Regions from separate parts of the Arabidopsis thaliana genome. Here region 1 is linked to region 2. The links are chromatin contacts, called in public capture Hi-C maps. All regions are on one chromosome and are shown on one strand. The core of a region is the stretch at or near the end of the contact, and the rest is flanking DNA. Distances in the headings are between cores, read along the strand shown.

Region 1 (2,700 bases), core at 133-2,632, 140 kb after region 2:
CAAGTTTTAGTGACCAATTCCAATGTGCAGAATATGAAACAAAACCAATATTTAGCATTTAGACAGACAAAACCAAAAAACTCGCTCTGACCAATACTAACCACTGAGAAACAGACAACTTCACAAACTATCTCTGTGAGTGGCCACTTAGAATCTAGCATATATCCAAAGAAAAGAGAGAACATGTTCAGGGAAGAAGATTCTAGCTCAAAAATATTTGACGAACACACAAAATAGTTCAAACTTTGAACACACATTATTGAAAATTAACACTTACTTCTGTAACATAAAACAGAGCTAAAACTCACGGATAAATCGTCGAAAAGATCAGTTTCTATCTGTACCCTCTATCATCAAATCTAATGTGCAGCAGAATATGAAACAAAAACCAATCTTTAGCATTTCATTGACCAGAACACAAAAACCAAAGCAAACTCTCTCTGATCAAAAAATTGACCAAAGAGAAACAGACACTTTTGTTAAGGGACAAAAGTGTTACCACAATCTTCCTCTGTGACTGGCCTATCAAAAACAAGTTATAGATTCGAAATTGAATTTACTAATAGAATCTAGCATGAACCCAAAAAAATAAGAGAATACATGTTCAGAAAAAGAAGAAAGAAAAAAAACTGCAGAACATACACACAAAAAGGTTCAATCTTTGAACATACACTATTCATGGATTAAAAAAAAAAAAATTCACTGACCAAAAAAAAAAAAGGACAAATTTTCCAAATGTTCTTCTAAAGGACTCACACAAACCCTTAGTGCAAAAACATTCGCCGCCTTAAGATGATCTCTAAACGAAAGAAATCGATTTCTCATAAGAACATGCATAAACCAAAGTACTTAACTTTTCACAATCATCCAAAGTAAACAAAGTTCATAGAAACAAAATCGGAGTTCAAAGACAACGATCGATCAAATTTAAACAAAAGAACCGTGATAAGGAATCAGACACAGTGATCAATCAAAAAAAAAAAGAACTCAAATTGTTTCAAAGAGATAAAAAGAAAATTACCGAAAAAGGTTTTAAAAAAAAAAACGAAAGAAAAACCAGAAGAGAATTGAGGAAGAACAACAATGTAGTTACTTACTCGTTTCGTCGAACAGAGAATCCTCACTATGTAATGATCCAATTGAAACAGTGCACAGACAAAAACTTCTGATCCTTAGCTCCGACGGAAGATGCCGGAGAAGAAGTTGAAGAAGAGACTCTAAAGAAAGAACAAAAAAAAAGAGAGGAAAAAAAAATCGAAATCGGAGGCTTTTGAGAAGCCGCCGTTTGTATTCCCAAAGGAAACGGGAAAAAGTGAGAAAGCAGAGAAAACGAAAAAAAAACTCTTCTCTAAGTCCAATGGGGACTTTGGAATGTGAGACACCAAAAAAAAAAAAAAAAGAAGAAGAAAGAGTGTAAATACCGAAACTACCCCTTGACCTGTACCTCTATTTACCTACTTTACGAGTACACCTTTTACCTTTTGGAAATCTTTTTACTTCCTCGGTTGTATTATTTTAATTACTTTATGATTTTCTGTTTCTGCGAATTTTACCTTATTTGTATAAACTCTGAAACTGGGAAGAAAAGAAAAAGTTGAAATATCCTTCCTTAAGTATATTATATTAGCTGTATTAGTTTTTTACTTTTGGCCTAATTTTAAAACTGACAAAAAGTTATTAGAATAATTAATACTTTTTATTAGTTTAATGTAATATTTAAATAAATAAAAATAAGTGTATAACTAAATTTTCATCTTAGCAAAAAAAAAAAATCCTAGTGGTTTTTATTTCTAGCTTGATTTTTGGTTCATAACTATAATATGAATAGCGGGAAAAAAAAATATAATTTGAACCAAAAACAAATTCCATTTCTTTTCTTATATGATTTTGCGATTTTTCTAAATACTAGTTATAATCTCTAAATAATCTAAAATTACATAATTATACGAATTTATTTGTGAAGTTTGTGTTAGTATCAATCAAAGTATGATATGTAAAATAAAATTTTGTTTTACGTATAGTTGAGGCTATAAATTTGTTATCTTTGATTCGAAACATTTATATTTCGTTAAAATATATTTTTGTTCGATAAAAAAATTATGTGTAATTAAAATATATTTTTTGTTTGAAAAACAATTACAATTAGTTAGCTGCTTAGACAATTATCATATAATTTTATAAGAGGCGAAATGTGATAAATAACTAAATTAATTGAGACAAAAATAGATTAAAATTTATAAGATCTAGAATCTTATTTGAGAGTATGTGAATGTCCATTAATAAATCAAGATATATAAGTGAAATCAGTTTTTCTTGTCGGCGACGTGAAATTAGATTCTTGTTTACGTGAAGTTCACGCTTTCGTTTGTAAAACAGTTACATAGTTAGTTTAGTGGTTATTTATTAAAACAGTTTAACATATAATTATTACTAAAATATACTCCTTCTATTTAAAATTAGTTGTCGTTTAAGGTTTTTTGTCGGCGGCGTGAAATTGAATTTTTGTTTACGTGAAGTTCACGCTTTCGTTTGTAAAACAGTTATATAGTTAGTTTAGTGGTTAGTTATTAAAATAGTTTTGTTTAAAATTATTTGTCGTTTAAGATTTTTTGCAGTGAAAATAAAAAAAAACAATTAAATTTTCTACTTTACCCTTGTTCAATATAGTTTCTAAAAAAATTATTGGTCAAGACATTAATA
Region 2 (2,700 bases), core at 93-2,592:
TCAGTAGGATGAAATCTGAAGCCAGGAGGTACTTGTGAAAACGAATTCATTCTTTATTCTTTGTTTTTCCGAGATTAGCCTGTTTATAATATGAAATAACGACTGTTAATTATATTATGGATCATGAAAGTAATTGTTATACAAACTCATTTCATTTATCAACTTAAGAAAAAAAAAAATCTGTGCATCGGCAAACTAATAAGAAAGAAAAATGTCAATGAAACTAAGAAAAACAGTTTTTCGTTTTCAAGATTTTGTTTTATATATGATCTAGCATTGATTTGCATCGTTTCTTTTACTTAGCCAGACACAAGTTAGGGTTATCTTTCCGACTTATTTATACACACATATGTATCATTTAAGACATTCATGTGTGTAGTATTTTGTGGGAATAAGAAACCTATAAATATCTATACATCTTTAGAAAAAAAGAAAGATAGTTGATTTAAGCCGATTAAATGAGTTTAGATTCAAAGGACTCTGGAAGATGGAATAAGGATACATAAAATAAAATATCACTACTAGTTTCCAATTAACCATTTCCCGTATAACTAATCATAAATTAATATGTTAGATTAACTGATAATTGCATTTTAAGTATCCGTAAATAGAGTCAAAGGAAAATATGAGAAATATCTATAGGATCATTCTATAATCACCAATCGAAAAAAAACAAATCTTAAGGAAAAACCTAGACCACGATCGAGTCTATTAAGGATTATACTTTGCTTAGCTTGTACCATCAGCAACATTGAGTAGGATAATGATGTTAATTATAATTTTAAAAAATCAACAATTATCAAGAAAATAAAAATAGTAAATATATCCAAAAACATAGAGATACAGAAGAGGATCAAAGATGGAGTAGAATCTTCAAAGGAAGTTAGGGTCTATACCTCAAAAAAAAAAACTCAAAAACAGGCTGATTCAACTCAACCCCTTCAAAAAGCTCCGGAATTGAGTTATTGTATGTGACTAGCTAGGTTCTATTGAATCTTTCCCTTGTACTTGGAAAGATCGAATACTTCACGATATGCACTATAAAGTACGATCAGAACTAAAGAAAGAGATAGATAGAACCCTAAAAGGAGATGTTATGCATATGGAAAAGATTTGACAGTTATCATCGGGATGTATAGCCACCGGAAAGAGATCGGATCCCAAGAGTCAGAGATATTGAGAGAGAGGATGGGAGAAGAGAAAGAGAGTAGGGTTAATAAAGAAGATCAGACGGTGATGATGATGAATAAGAATAAGAAAAAGAGAGAAGAAGACACATGAAAAAGTGTACAACCGTGTCCTAATAATCTATACTACTTTGTCTCTCTCTCTCTCTGTCCTTCTCAATCATAGTCTATGTCTTTTAATAACCCCGAGTGAGATAGAGAGACTTAAATTGTTGCAAAAGCTTCGGGAGAAAAGAGAGGCGAATAAGGTTTTGGTACTAAAGCAAGATTTTGATAGAGAAAGAGAGCGGCAACCTCCGATCCATTACCACCCACCAGCCCTTGATGGAGACGGTCCAAAGTTTAAAATATCTTCTTTTTTCTTTTTTAAATACCGTTATATATATGGGACACATATTCTCTTTGAACATTTTGTCCTTTGGCATCTTCAAAAGTAAGTTCATAGATTTCTGTAAGACTTAACTCAGTCATGTTCTACGGTCCAAATTCGTAGTCTAAATGTTAACATGAGTGTCTAAGAATCCTCGATAAACATCGCATAACTATATTGAGACTTTCGTATGTTCTTTTTACTTTGCATGAGACTTAATTACCATCCAGTTTAGCCAAATTATTATAAAACAAAACAAAACAAAACATAAAAACACGAAACAAAATAATATATATAGATGAAAAAATCAGATGTGGAATTGGAGCCACTATTAATGGAATCAAGGGCCCGCCAACAATTGGAATGTGTTGACGTGGCGGCTGATGGTCTGGCGTGAGATAGGCTTCGATCATTAATCTCACAATTTGCTGTTCGGTCATGTGGGTCTCATCCCGTTTTCCCGTTCTTATTTGTGAAATTTATGACCCATATATAACAACATTAACAACACACATTTTATTTGAAAGTTTAAATCATCAATATTAGATGTTAACAAAAAAAAATCATTAATATTAATTGTCTTCTGTTAAAAGAGTAGAGTAGGTTTCAATTTATTTTCATAGGTGAAAGCAAATTTTGCATACGCTTAAATTTTCAACTTTAATTCACCCCATACTCTATTGCAACTCAATACTCCCTCTGTTTCTATATAAATGTAGCTTAAGGGTTTTTATTTTTTTTCAATTTAAGTGTTGTTTTCAACTTTCTATGCAAATAATAAATATATTTAGTATTCTTTAACCAATTATATTTAATCATCTATTTTTTTATTGGTTGAATTGGTTATAATAAATGATGTTTTTATATAAAAGAGGTAGATTAAATGAGATTTTTATGACTTCTTAATTTGTGTGAAAAAAACCTTAAACTACAACTAATATGAAACAGAGGGAGTATAAATCTTTATCGAAATTCTTTCATCCAATGTTCTAGGGAAATTAACAACAACAACAAAAATAAAAAAATCTAACTAATATCAGCTTCATCTAGACATTTGTGACAGAATTTCAGTTGTTTTCTAAAACTCAACCTATTATAGTATTATATATGATGAACTGATAATACAAATAAAAAGGTTCATGA

Evidence for each region. Capture Hi-C pulls out chosen DNA fragments and counts their contacts.
Region 1: a capture Hi-C map of seedling shows a contact between it and region 2, with 2.0 times the contacts expected there. A contact is called at or near these places in 1 of 26 Hi-C or Micro-C datasets (callus) and 1 of 3 other capture datasets (seedling).

The regions. Positions count from the first base shown.
Region 1 is chr1:23,361,207-23,363,906 of TAIR10.1, forward strand. NRPD1A (nuclear RNA polymerase D1A) reads right to left here and starts at 1,383. Exons shown (of 19, transcript NM_001334061.1): 1 at 1,098-1,383.
Region 2 is chr1:23,217,867-23,220,566 of TAIR10.1, forward strand. It overlaps ANAC026 (NAC (No apical meristem) domain transcriptional regulator superfamily protein), which reads right to left and starts at 1,343. Exons shown (of 4, transcript NM_001334050.1): 1 at 897-1,343; 2 at 1-79. The coding sequence starts at 50. It overlaps AT1G08553 (a long non-coding RNA gene), which reads right to left and starts at 1,527. Exons shown (of 1, transcript NR_139451.1): 1 at 1,196-1,527.